Regions from separate parts of the Mus musculus genome. Here region 1 is linked to region 2. Evidence: chromatin contacts called from public HiChIP or PLAC-seq data. All regions are on one chromosome and are shown on one strand. Each heading gives the region's core, a stretch centred on a gene start, on an enhancer-like site or on the middle of the called end of the contact. The rest is flanking DNA. Distances are from core to core; before and after follow the strand shown. Region 1 overlaps Smarcal1 (SWI/SNF related matrix associated, actin dependent regulator of chromatin, subfamily a-like 1). Region 2 overlaps Marchf4 (membrane associated ring-CH-type finger 4).

The links. HiChIP or PLAC-seq counts read pairs in DNA pulled down with a chosen protein or histone mark.
Region 1: an HNF4G HiChIP or PLAC-seq map of pancreatic cancer cells shows a contact between it and region 2. The contact joins two enhancer-like sites. A contact is called at or near these places in 2 of 484 Hi-C or Micro-C datasets (nephron progenitors and pre-B cells), 2 of 115 datasets of contacts at active chromatin or transcription factors (large pre-B cells and pancreatic cancer cells) and 2 of 9 other capture datasets (embryonic stem cells and pancreatic islet).

What each region holds. Positions count from the first base shown.
Region 1 is chr1:72,595,946-72,602,892 of GRCm38.p6, reverse strand. It overlaps Smarcal1 (SWI/SNF related matrix associated, actin dependent regulator of chromatin, subfamily a-like 1), which reads right to left. Exons shown (of 17, transcript NM_018817.2): 6 at 6,919-6,947; 7 at 5,364-5,514; 8 at 3,964-4,122; 9 at 1,459-1,524. Among named protein-coding and RNA genes, the nearest start is that of Smarcal1, 16 kb to the right of the region's middle. Within about 2 kb of position 3,137, at least 54 of the 459 cell types and tissues checked have an H3K27ac peak or open chromatin away from gene starts, as enhancers often do. A contact at or near this core is called in pancreatic cancer cells, where this site is marked.
Region 2 is chr1:72,426,084-72,433,222 of GRCm38.p6, reverse strand. Marchf4 (membrane associated ring-CH-type finger 4) reads left to right here. Exons shown (of 4, transcript NM_001045533.2): 4 at 4,214-6,111. The coding sequence ends at 4,581. Among named protein-coding and RNA genes, the nearest start is that of Gm39661, 17 kb to the right of the region's middle. Within about 2 kb of position 4,507, at least 103 of the 459 cell types and tissues checked have an H3K27ac peak or open chromatin away from gene starts, as enhancers often do. A contact at or near this core is called in pancreatic cancer cells, where this site is marked.

The DNA.
Region 1 (6,947 bases), core at 1,888-4,387, 170 kb before region 2:
TTAATTTTACTGTCTCTATAATACTGGACAATGGTACCAAGATGTATTAATATTTTTCTAAGGAGAGCATATTAAAGGTTTCCCCTAAACAGGTCACCACCCTGGGGCGATATTTCATTTAGGTGTGTTCAGAAGCGGATACTGACATATAGAAGTTTATAATGGAGTCAAGCTTAGGTTAAAGACTTACATTTTTGATCTGGAGCATACAACATAACCTTGACTTATTGTTATTTTAAAAAATTGGAGCTGAAACTACTTTTTAGACAGCTTTGTGGAGAGGTAGGAAACAGACAGTGAGCTTGGCTGGCATTTGATGTGTTTGCTTTCCTTAGTTAACATAAAAACAAACGCTCGTCCTGAGCAGTAACTGCTGTGGTTTTATTTGTGTTTGTTTATGTATTTAAGACAGGGTCTCTATGTCGCCCTGGGTGTCCTGGGACTATGTGGATCTGCCTGGCATTTGCCTCCTAAGTGCTGATAGTGAAGGCATGCACCACCACGCCCCACTAAATGCTGTGGTTTTCAACACTCACACACTACACAGGGTGATTAACTGAGTGCCAGTTTGCTCAGTCCATGCCAAGCAGCAGTTCCCCCAAAGTCATCTGTGAGTAGCTTCTCCCCTGCCCACCAGGAAGCGTTATGTTGGTACTCCCCTACTTCCTAACCTTGGGGGGATAAATGGCATTTGGGGGGCTTATCTCTGAGGAGTGAGGTACAGAACACAGGACAAAGACAAGGACAGAACTACATCAGAGTGTGTATTGAGAAAGACTTGAGCCTGCTCTCAGGCCCACTGCTGCCTGCTCTCAAGGCAGACCAGCCCGGGCACGCGCGTGCGTGCGTGCGTGCGTGCGTGCGTGCGTGCGTGCGTGTGTGTGTGTGTGTGTGTGTGTGTGTGTGTGTGTGTTCAGGGGCAGGTGCAGACCTGAGTGTGTGTGTGTGTGTGTGTGTGTGTGTGTTCAGGGGCAGGTGCAGACCCGAAAACACGAAGGAAACAAGTAACCTGCTGGCCTTCAGTTAACCGCAGTCCCTGGCCAGCGTAAAGGATCAATCAGCTCAGCGGGCAAGCCTCAGCTTTGCCTGAGGTTATTCTCTGACACCCACAGCCCTGGCTGCTCTTAGATAACGCCTCCCACCGCGACAGCTTTGCTACTACAAGAGATGCAGTTTCTCCTGAGCTGTTTAGTGACACACTGTCACAGGCTTCTTGTGCTGGCAGAAAGCCAAGGAGAAGACTCAGGGTCCCTTCCCATCTGAGTCTGGACTCTCAATAGGACTTCACGTGGACTGGATTCGTGGCAGAATACAACAAGCACATAGCCCAAGGAGAGATGCCCAGTGTCAACACTGCACATAGCTCATCAGCGTGGCGGCATCTGTTTGGCCTGCATACCCCTCCTGTCTGAGCAAGTGTCGTGTTAGGGCCCTAAGTCTCCTCTGGGCCACACTCACCTTTAGGATAGGCACAGCTGCTCGGCAGCGGGCAGTCTTTATGTTCTTGAGGAAGTGTGATTCATCCTGCAACAGACAACCACATGGGTGAATGGGCAGTCCTTGATCCACAGCAGCCCACCTGACTTGAGCCTGGCTTGGTATCTGCCAGGAGGTTGCCTCCCTTGACCTATAGCTGTTCAAGGTGATGGACCAGTACACTCGGGAAGGGCCCAGACTTGGGGCAGGTTCTTTATTATACACTGGATAAGATATTGTCTCTTTCTCTAGGGCAGTCTTCCACCTGGAAAGGGGGTTAGTGAATATGTGCCCCGATCTGCCCACTGGGTACATAGGTGGACAAACCCCTGACAGGTGCCTTGCCACCCTGTGGGAGACGCCTCACAACTGCATGGCGTTAGTCAGGCGTGCTGGAGACCTCCTACATGCTCTCAACTGGTGTCAAGTTCTGAGGTCTGGCACTGCCCTCAGCCTTTGCAGACACACTGGCAGCAGACACACTGGCATTAGACCAGACAATCATGCCACCATAGTCGTGCACACAAAGCACTGTGGGAACTGAAGAAGGAGAAACAGACTGATCCCTGTCCTCTGGGGGGACACTGTGCTAGAAATATAGCATTTGATGGACTTATAGTTGTACATTCTGTAAATAAACAAACATAAAATGTGCCTTATTTTCTAAAGACAAAGGAATGACGAACATATTCCTTCCCAGAAGGGAAAATCTTAGGTTGGCACATTGCTAATTGACTCTGAGCCACTAAATGACCTGTCTATGGTACCAGCTTCTCTACCTATAAAATACATATCATGCTATCAGATAAAATGGATATAAGCATATCAGCTTGCCATGTCTGAAATAAGCGAACACAGGGGCAGCCCTCAAAGCCATCCTGCCACCTAAGGAGGACTGCCTGGACCAGGGGCCACTAGTGGTGGTACCTCTGTCCCGGCGAGAATCTATAAGCTCCCAACCTGCTCCATTTTTTATGATTAAAAGGGGGTGGGTGTGGGGCTTCAAAGACACAATAGACAGAGTGAGAGGTGACCTGTCCCTAGTTGTCAAGATAGCACCCCCCAGACGCCGGGGCTACTACATTCATGATCCTGATTCATGGTAAACCCTCATGAAAGTCATGAGAACACCATTTATAGAGAGAAGTTGCAGAAAATGTGTCAGGCATGAAAGGGAATTGGCCCTTTTAAGCCCAGATAAAAAGGTTCTCCTGCCAGCATCAACCATGAGCAGAAGCCTCGTCGGTGACAAGTGCTTCTCAGAGCTGCCACTTCGTCCCTTGCTACAGAGAAGCCAGAAGATGGCAAGCTGTTTGCTTCATCTGAGGACAAGGTAACACTAGCGGCAAGCAGCTTGCCCTCCACCTCAAGGCTGACTGAGCGATGAGCCAGGAACAGAAACACATCAATTTCGAGGCCACAAAGTTTCAGCCGACATGACTGTGGGGCAAGGCCGGATGTGCCCACGCTGCCAGCTCGAGTGAATTAGAGGTGGCACTGCCTGGGACCACAGGGGAGAGCAGTGGCTGCAGGTGGGACACCTGAGACAGGGGCATAGTCAGGAAAGGCAGCCACCACCGTCCCCACATCCCGGAGCCATTGTGACCATCCTGGGATGTTTCGTTTAATATTTCACCTCACTGGAATGCTGGCGTCCTTTCAAAACCACACTTGAATCCATGCCAAGCCCAACACGGCTCCCCCACAGACTCAGATTCCCAAAATAGCGTTGATAAAGTATGTGTTCTCGTTTGCACACACTAAGGAACACAGGGTGGTTCTCATGTCCAGAACACACTACACATCTCCTGGGGTCTGCAATCACGTCTCCTTCTCTGCTCTGAGCTCCTGTGGTGTTTGTATTCAGAACCATGTTTACATACTCTACACTGACAGCTGGCTGGCCACCAAGTCTCCCCAGATGTTCATCAAGTGTGCAAAGATGAAAAAGAAAGCCAGTGGCTGAAAGCAGCACCTTCGGCTCTGGAGGCAGGTGATGATATCTCTAAGAACAACTCAAGTAAAAACTGATTTCCTTTTAGCAGGGATGGGGGCGTGTCTTCACACCAGCTGGAAGAGAATCATTGACTGCTGAACTGTATGGCTCCGCAGTGCTGACAAGTCGGTACCAATGCAGGCACACACTGTTCCTGACACAGCTGTAGTCTGGGACCTAGAATGGTCTGCTGTGCAACATGCTGGTCTCCATCCCTAGCCTGCCAATACAGGAGGGGCGGACTAGAAACCTTTGAACAGACTCGTCCCACCTGTTTAAAACGCTCCTCAGGAAAGTCTGGCACATAGGCTTAAGGGCTGCTTCAGGAAGGGAATAAAAAAATCATTCTCTATAAAAGAAAGGCAGCGATTTCTATTGCCCTCTCTCCGCAAAGCCCAAAGAGGACCAAGGAGGACACAAATTCCCAAATCTGTGGAGCCCTTCCGAGTGTCTAGACAAACAAAGTACTTCAGGGCTATGCCATTACTCACAATAATGACGACTTTGAAAGGGGTTTTTAGCTGCCTCTCCAACTTGCAAAGGAGGTCAAAGCTGACAATATTGACCAAGCCAGCTGTTAGGCGGCCCTTCCCGGTCACCACCACGTTGATGTTCTCTGGGCTAAGAGATGGAAGCCACCGAAGAAAGGCCTGCAGGGGAAAGGACAGTAGAAAGCAGTGATTCCAGCCAAGGCATCAACACTGGGGGGTGGGATTTGGGGCAAGTTTAACCTTCCCTGAAGACACAGTTCCTCTTCACAGCCTCCTGCATCTAACACACTCTGGTCACCTCTGTCTGCCTTTAGCCCACCCTTTAATTTCCCGACAGGACTCTCCCATGAGCAGGCCTTCCCATGCCTGTGCCTTCCCCTCTGTGATCTCTAGATGGTCCTGTTGGAGAAGAATGTAGCTCTTCCAAGAAAACTGTGCTTCCTGGGCACAATGAAAACATTTATGTCACTGTTTTCTTCAACCCCCCCCCCCCCCCCGCTGTCCCCCACAATGGATCACTCAATAAACCAGGTATCTAGGAGCCTTAGGAAGGCCACTGGGTGTCTCCACACGGAAGCCCCAGCACTTAGGTGTCCCCTTCCCTTTGCTTGCATGTGCCATGTCCTGACATCACTTCTCTGGTTATGAGCAGTGGCCTGACTCTTTTGGACTTTCCGAGGGAAATCTAGCCCCTACAGATGCATGATGACACTTTCCACAGGTAGTGGCAGGATCCAGACCTTACCAGCAGCAGGCTGTGGTGCATCCTCTGTACCATGACTCTGGGACCTTAGGAAGAGCTTAATTAACCTGTAAGGAGACTGGCACCACACCAGCAGCACAAAGCCACAAGCTCTGGGAATGAGCTGGGCCTTCCTTCACTGGGTTTGCTTAGAGGGATTTAATTATTCAAGGTTCACATCGGGCCTCCATCTATTAGGTGGTCTAAACACACTATGCACACCACCCTAGGGCAGACGAAGCACTGATCTAAAGTCAGGCAGCTGCCTCCTTAGGAGGCAAAGCTCTTGACCCTGAGATTTTGTTTGTTTATCTGAAAAGTGGGTCATTGGGTATCATGTCACAGGATTTGGAGAGACAAAAGGAAATAAAGGCATTGCAGAAATCGGGTGCAGGGTGAATAGAAGGTCTTATTTACAAGAGCACAGAGGTACAGTATCTGCTGAGGGACTGGCAAGAAATCCCTAAGCTAGCAACTGCTTGGCTTTCCTCCCTGTGGAGATAACATGATTCCCTGTCCTCAGGACCAGCTTAGTTTTCTGCTGGTCTTTGACCCACATCTAAACCTTAAAAGACCCCAGGGCTTGCCCCGGCACTGTTATTTTGATGCTCTAACCCTAAGGAGGCCTTTCCCAATGATTCCGGTACAGAGAACTAACCTGCTCCCAGGTGAAGCGCACAGAGGAAGGCACGACCACCAGCAGTGGCCATTCCTTTCGGTAAAAAGCTGCTATGCAGATGGCTTGGACGGTCTTCCCTAGGCCCATGTCATCGGCAAGTAGCAGGCGGCCTCTTTTTGATATGGCAAAGCTGCACACAGACAGACAGGATAAGGTGGGTATCACTGCATGGGGCGTCCTGTCCGTCTTAATTTACCTGCCACCCCATAGAGCTGAGGGGCCCCTCTATGCTGGGTATAACACTGACCAGAATGGGTTCTGCTCACAGCAAGACGTTTCCTAGCAAGGATAGGGCAGGAGCCATTTAGGGAACAGAGTACGAGGAGGAGGGATGAGGATAGGTAGGGATGCTGCAGACGTAAGGGTTTGATCTCCACTGAGAAATGTGCCCGAGTTAGAAACAGCATCTGAAGACCACGATACAGGCTAAGGGGCAGGTGGAGCCAGCAGTGACTGGATGTACTGGCAAAAAGGACAGGTGGGGAGAGGATGCGAACCTGGCTTTGTTTCAGCCAAGGCTGGCGGCCTCCGAGCACCTGAAGCACTTAAGTGCACTGGGCCTTGCTAACAGTCTGTAGATAAAGGTGGAGCCTACCGCTGCGGAGCCTGCCAGGCCTGGGTTGGAGCTGTGCCTCCTGATGCACCCCCAAGCGAGACTGAGGCTGGAGTAAATGTTACCTGCCCCAGAGAATGGGAGAAGCAGGAGGCAAAGCACTTACATCTTCCTAAACATTATGACCATCATCTCAGCAGAGAGAGGGGAGTAATGTGAGCAGAAGCAGTGGTGAATCACTGAGAGACTACAAAGACTCTGAGCACCAGACATCTGGTCCCCTGCTCCAAACTCCAATCCTCTTTATCTAATTTGTGAAAAGCTGTTGCTGGCTCAGAAACCTAGTAATGAGCTGGTGAATGGTTCTTTCTCTTTCCTTCTTAGACAGCAAAAAACGAAGAGAGCAGTCTTTTCTAATCAGCTTGTGGGTCCTAGAAGGACTTCAGCTGCCCTTGGCCTTTCTGTAATTGTTTCCCAAGATGCACCAACTGAGCAGCCCTCTGGGGACCAGAGGCCAGTACACCAAGGCCAGCAGCACGTGGGCCAACGGGTATCCTCGTCCTCTCAGCAGCCACAAGCAGCAGCTCCCCTTCCTGCAGCACAGAAGCAGCCCTTAGTCTGTGCTGGGAACTATGGGACACCAGCCACAAGCCCCCGAACAGAGGCCCTGATGAGACAGGCTGAGGTGCAAGCTAAGAAAGCAGAGAGTTTATTGGGAAGCCCTGGGTCTCCTGTTCCTGCACTGAGAAAGCTCTTTCCTTCAGCTGATGAGAACTGGGTTTCTGCACCAGTGCAATCTGAAGTCCTGGCTAACTCACAGACTAGGACACCAATGGTAACAATGGGCTTTGGTGACAGCAACCTAGCTCTAATGCCTAGATGCTTCGGACACACATGCAAGGTATTCAGAGACGCGTTCGAACTCCACCTGTGCTGAGGGAGGTCAAGTGAGAGAGAGCAAGCAGAGGACCGGGGATCTACCTAACTCCCTCCCTCTGAAAGGGCATGAG
Region 2 (7,139 bases), core at 3,258-5,757:
GAGAAATGCAATTTCAGGAGCTGCTGGATAGTGGAAGAAGTGGCAGTGGGTGACTGCTCTCCTCTCCCAGCATCTGCATCTGCCTTTCAGGCTCTGTTCCCACCCCCATGATGCTCTGGGATCACAACTGGTAGATCCTCAGAGGGGAAGGAGCAGGGTGGGAAGTCTGGGAGCTAAGTGGCCTCAGGCGGCAGTGGGTGTGAGCACAGAACAGAACGAGGCAGCTTCAGTGAGATAGCTCATTTTAATGGGGGAACAAAGACTATTTAAACATTTGGGAAGTGAGGGTACAGCATTGGCAGGGGCCAGGGTGCTAGAGGTGCCTCATTAGCACAAGGAGGTGCTTCTTGGACATGACTTTATAAGGGGAAAGGAACTTTAACCTGCTTACATGTCATCCTGCAGTGGGGCAAAGGTTGGGGTACAGGGCTATGTACACCCAACACGCAGGCCCAGGGCAGGGCACTAATGACCCTACTCCTGCTAACCTCAGGATAAGATTTCCAGAGTCTGGACATGTCTCAACCCTACTCTTGCTCCAGGCTTGTTCCTTGGGGCTCCCCATTTCCCTATCCCCCACATGCATTAAAGCAGACTTGGGCTATGGTAAGCAGTCCATGCTGTTCCTATGAGCTAGCTCTTGCCCTGAGGTTTCCGTGGCCGCAGGACAAATCCCACCTTGTCATTCATAGCAAGCCATCTCCACTGTCACAGGCTCAGCCTTCCAACCTCTTCGTTCTTCAGACAAGCATCCTCTTCTTGTCTTGCTCATTCCTTCCGCCACTTTCCATGGTGACCTCTGGACAGCTCTGGGTGCTTCTTTCATCAGAGCAGCTGGACTCTAAGATACTGCATCCCTGTATCTGTCTCTATAGTGGCTGTTCATCCCTTCTCAGGCTGTGGGCCAAGAAGTAGTCCACAGGCATCTCTCTACCTGCTGGGACATCCATGCTGTCATTGATCCTCCATCTTTCAGAAGACCCCTTTTAAGTGCATCCCTCTTTCTTTACCCCCTTTCTCCTCACTGCCTCTGGCTACTGGCTGGCCTCCCTGAGGGAGGGATCTGATGGAGACATACTATATAGGGTTGAGTATCCCAAAGTCTCTCACTCTCTGCATGATGTCTGGCTGGGTCTCTGTATTTGTTCCCATCTGCTGCAGGAGAACGCTTCTCTGACAATGGCCGAGAAGGGCACCGATTACATTTGTCTTTCTGGATCTGAGCTACCTCGCTCCACGTGATTTTTTTCTAGTGTGTTTTGTTTTCTAATACAGCTGTACTCCAGCACTTATATTGACTTTGGTTTCATCTTTTTCTTGCAAGTGACTTCTTTTGTCTTATTCTGTCTACTAATTATCTATTAAGGCATTCCACTAATTAAAAAATGCATAGCAGTCTTATAGTATCTTATGAACTGTATTTCAGGATAGGAAAGGGGATGCTAAAACATACTTGGGGGTTATATATAGGACCATTAACTAAACTGTTTGGCTTGAAAACATGAAGACCCTGAGTGGGCTCTGGGAATCCAAGCATAGGACAAGCGCTTTACCCTGAGTCATGTCCCCAGCCATGGTGAGAGACTTCTTGAAATATCATCACATAGCAAAACATAGGACACGTGAAAACCAACTGTCAGTCAAGGCTCTTGGTAAGGCATGTAATCTGTTCATGAGGAGTGCATTCTTGTGGCCTAATCACTGTGTAAGAGGACCCAATTTTCAATACTAACTCATTACTAACCTCTGAGTGTTTAAGAAGATGCACTTAAACAACAGTACCACCTCCGTTCCCCAAAATTCTAGCACCATCTGTCTTAGTTAGTTTTAGTTAGGGTTTCTATTACTACAACAAAATGCCATGACTGAAAAGCAAGTTGAAAATGAAAGGTTTACTTACACATCGCTGTCCATCACCCAGGGAAATCAGTATAGGAATCCAATCAGGAGAGGCTCTTGGAGGCAGGAGCTGAGGCAGAGGTCGTGGAGGATGCTACTTACTGACTTGCTTCTCATGGCTTGCTCAGCCTGCTCTCTTGTAGAACCCACCAGCCCAGGGATGGCATCACCTACCATGGGCTGGGCCCTTTCCCATTGATCACTAATTCAGAAAATGCCTTACAGTTGAATCTCATGGAGACATTTCCTCAACTGAGGCTCCTTCCTCTCTGATGACTCTAGTTTGTGTGAAATTGACACAAAACCAGCCAGTGCATCATCTAAGTTCTCAGCTTCAATCTTATTGCCGTTTGATCGACCAGTTGGATTTTTAGCAGACATCTTAAACTTACCATAACTAAGATGTGACTGTTAATACTGCAGTAAGGTGAAGAATGGCCCCCAAAGACACACAGGGCCTCATCCTGAAACTGTTAACCTTTTGTGACAGGACTCTGCAAACATGGCTAATTTGAGCATCTTGAAGTGAGGAAATTATCTTGAGTTATTCCAGTGGTCCCTCCACGTAATCACTAGAGTTCTTATTAATAGAATATCAAAGAAAAATGTGATGACAGATTAATAAATGTGATGACAGAAGAAAGAGGGTGGGATGATGTGAGAAAGAGGGAAAGACAATGGCCATTTCTAGAAGTTGAAAAAGGTAAGGAAATATTCTCCCTCCAAGGCTTCTGGGGGTATAGGCCCCAGTGATGTTTGCACTTTGGCCTGGTAAGACCGACCCCAGAACTGTAAGAGAGCATATTTGTACCACTGTGGGCTACCTGTTACCCTCCGGACAGTTATTATAGCAGCCATAGTGAATTAATAGTCACCATCACCATGCAGCTCCACACGCCAGCCCTGGGACCATCGATGTCTCTGCAAATGATCCTCACCATCCAGCTGTGGCATCAGAACCTTCAGAGCTTCCAGATGCTTCTTGTGCCCACAGCTCACTTGTCAGCCAGACTGTCAGCAATACCCACAGCATACATCCTGACTCCAAGACATCTCACGCACGGCACTGCCCTGTCCCCAGCACCACAGTTTCCAGCTTCAATTACCGCTTCCCTTCCTGCTTCATTTTAGAATAATTCTATACGTGACCCTTCTGGAGCACCAGCGAATTTTCTTAGAGAGAAAATCTTTCAATGCCATTCCTCCTTCCAAATCTACTCGGTTGCCTCTCATTACCCTGGATACAATGCAAGACACGATCATAACGGGGGCTCCGGCCACCTTCTCCTCCGCTTGCCACATCCACGGGCTTGCGCTGCGGTAGGCACGCCAACCTCAGTTTCAACCTTGGTCATCGCATTCCTGCCTCCTGGCTTGTGCACTTGCGTTTCCCACCAGAGATGAGTGCCCTCTCCAGATCTTTGCACACAACTCTCCTTCTCATTTAAGTCTCAACTTAAACTTGCCAATTCCTCTGAAACTTGCTTCTTTCTTCCCTCTTGCCAAAACAAGACCCCAGTTGCCTGCAGCTAAGGGCTATTTAATCCTATTTCATCTTCCTCCTAGCATGTGCCCACACAGGAAGAGAGTCTGGTGGATTCATTTGTACATTTTGTATATGCCTCTTAACTTAAACATAAGCTCTCTAAGGAAAGGACTTCCCATCTCAGGCACTGCCCCATCCTAAGTGCTTTGCACACAGTAGGCCTAAAATTGATATCCATTTGCCTTGTTGCCAGACATGGTTTGTTTCCAATGGCTCCCAATGGATTTGGCCAATATAACTGCAAGGATGTTCAGACGGCCACGGGGATCCGTATTTCAGTAGCATTGGCTGTGCAAAGAGCTAGAGCGGAGTTTCAGTTCCCATTCAGCAGGACCACGATGACCACAGGATTTCATGGCTGTTGCCCTTTAAAAGCACATGATTCATTCAACACCTGGTAAGCACAGGGCATCATGAATATGTAATACAGGGAAGGAAAAAATATTTTTATTATGATGTCATTGAAGAATTTGAATTGTGCCAAGCCAAGAAGGGGGCAGGATGGAGCGGAAGCAGGCGAAGGCAGTTCATGCAAAGCCCAGCTATTTTGTGACCTTCTCCCTTCTGGTGACTCATGGAGTCTGGGAATCTAGTGGTGCTCTGGAGTCATGTGGCTCAGAGCTGGAAGGCAGATTTAGAATAAAAGCAACACAGAGAGACCCCAGCTTCTCCAGTGCCCGTGTCTGTGTAAGTTAAGGATGCAGTGGCATTCTCTCCCCCAGTTGTTGCTTTCTTTGCTTAGCCTTTGTCTTCTTCTCTTCCTGGCAGGCCTCATCATCCACGAAGGGCCCTCGGTATATCGCATCTTTAAACGCTGGCAGGCTGTAAACCAGCAGTGGAAAGTGCTGAACTATGACAAGACAAAAGACTTAGAGGATCAAAAATCAGGAGGCAGGACAAACCTACAGACTTCCTCATCTGCCCAAGCCAACCTACCCTCTGCGGAAGAGGAGGCAGCCAGCCCGCCTGCCCGTGAAGAGGGCCCCACCAGGGCCGCCAGCCACCCCTCAGGCCCTGTGTCCCAACACCACTGTGCTTACACCATCCTACACATCCTGAGTCACTTGAGACCTCATGACCAGCGGAGCACCCAGGGCAGCGGCCGAGAGCTTGTCATGAGAGTCACCACAGTGTGAAAGGAGGCCTGGGAGGCAGGTTGAGACCACATACACACCACAAGAGTCTGGGCCAGGAGGGGCCCAGGGATCAGGAATGGTGGGCCTCAAGGGGAGCTATGGGGGAGACCGCCTGAGGGAGAGCCCTTACGATTCCCAGTCCATTGGTTCCACAGCAAGGGAAAACCAACACAAACTTCACAACAATGGGTGGGACAAATGGAATCTGCCCTAAGAAAACAACCCCTCCCAGAGAACCACAAGTAGCAAGACACCCAGAAAAGGGTGGGCAGAAAATGGTGGCTGGTACCTGGGGTACCTGCTGTGCCTGGGGGTCTAAGGGCAGCAAAGAGAGAAAACAAAGGGCCACCTGGGTGCTGCTGCTTCCTAGCACTGAGTAACTGAGAGACAAGAGAGAGAGAGAGAGAGAGAGAGAGAGAGAGAGAGAGAGAGAGAGACCTTGTGAGCTGGTGGTCCTAATGTTTGCTGAAGGCCTCTACACTCTGTAAAATTCCAGTGACTCAAATGGCTTTAGGGATCCCCTGGAGACGGTTCAGGAAGGGAGTTGTTGGTATGCCAGGCCAGAGAAATGGGGTTGGGTCCCCCAGGAAGAACTTTCCTAGCTGTAACATGAACTCAAAGAAGGCTGAGGTTTAGACATGGAGATCTTTTTGTTTCCTTGTTTACCTTACGGTGATTTGGCTCAAAGATGTTTACAGGATGTGGGGGACTCATGTACATACATGTGCATGTGGAGAGACGTGAAGACTTCTCATGAGTGGCTCAAGCACACTTCCGCTGCTGTGGCGTCAGCCTTCAAAGCTGTCAGGCCAGGGATGATTTTCCTCATTACTGAGCCCCGTCTATAACCAGGATAATGCAGTGCCATGTCCTTTTCGCATTGGCATTCTCACAGGCAGGCCCGCAAGCACACACGCATATGTATGCACGCATGCACGCATGCGTGTGCGAGCAAATGCCTGTGAACACACACACAAAGACACAGAGAGAAACACACACGCATTCACGTGCTTGAGCGCGCACACACACACACACACACACACACACACACACACATACACACACACACACACAGACACACACACACACACATCTGGGTCTGCTGCAGTGTGGGGTGACACTGGCCTGTGTATCTCAAGGAAGGCGTGAACACCTAACTAAGTATTCCTAGCTGCTTGGTACTGGTCCCCTCCCTAAAGAGGCAGTTTGCCTTGTGATCTGGGCTATGTGCTCTGGGCTATGTGCTCCTGGTCCTTCTGGTGCAGCCAGGCACACCAAGGAGGCAGTCAGGGAGCACTGTCGTAGGAGCCCACCAGTGTGTTCCAGGACCCTGCCAGGGAAGGCCACTGGGTGGTCACCTGCAGAGTTTCTTACTGTCATTGCACAATGGACATGCCATCCTTGGGTATTAAATGGACACTGTCAAGTACTTTTTTAAACTAGTTTTTAGGGTTTTTTTTTAAAAAAAAAACTCTCTGTTGTTTGTAATATTCTCTTAAAAGCTTGGAAATAAAATTTCTTTCCCTAGCACTCATGTCTCTTTCCCGGGTTTCCTTCCTTGCTTGCTCTTTTTCCTCCAGTGAGAGCCACTTTTCTTTCTCTGTTTTCTATGCTTCCTTAGCAAGAGTTCATCGTGTCATTATTTCATCTTTGAGAGTACAGCTGCTAGGGCAGACAGGTATGCTGCCCTCAACATGCATCCATGTGTGTATGGATACATAGGTACACATGATGCATGTATGTACATGGTATGTGTGTGTATGTGACCGCATCAAAACAATGAGATTCTTGGCTTTTTTTTTTTTTTTTTTTTTTTTTTTTTGGCTTCTTAACAAATGGATTCCACCAGGTCAAAGCAGGAACTACTCTCAACCCCTTCCCAGGATACAGCCCAAGGCTCCTACAAGTATTAATGCTAGCAGGATCTCTCGTGAGCTCCACCCATTGGGTCCATTTCAAAGATGCTAGAATGATCTCTCATGAGCTCCACCCATTTCAAAGAATTGAGAGAATCTGAGATGGGAGGTGCAGGTCCAGGTTCCTTGAATACTTTCCTTTGAGGATCGGAGAACAGCATTCAAATTAGGCGTCCCAGAGAAAGCTTGGGCAGAGGTCAAGTACCAAAGATTGCTCCTCCCTTCACCCTGACCGGTCCCTCCCTCTTTATGATTGATGGACAGTCAGGCAGTATCATAGGTGGGACGTACATGGTGAATCATTAGTAATTGTAGTTGGATGAGTAGTCACTAGTAGGAAGCCCCTAGCTGGGGGAGTACTTTACAAAGATTACTTCCCAAAAAATCTTAAAATCCAGAGGCTTAGAAAACACACTGAACAATTTAAAACTAAACGAAACCCACAACTACAAATAAGCTGTCTTGATAAGGGATGGAGGGGCTGCATCTCGGTTGGTAGGGTGCTCGCCTAGATGCCCAAATCCTGGGTTCAATACCCAGCACTGCATCAAGCAAGCACCACATGCTTGCATTCCCAGCACCCAGGAGAGAGAGGTATGAGGACTGGGAGGTCAAACTACATAGCGAGTTCAAGGCCCGCTT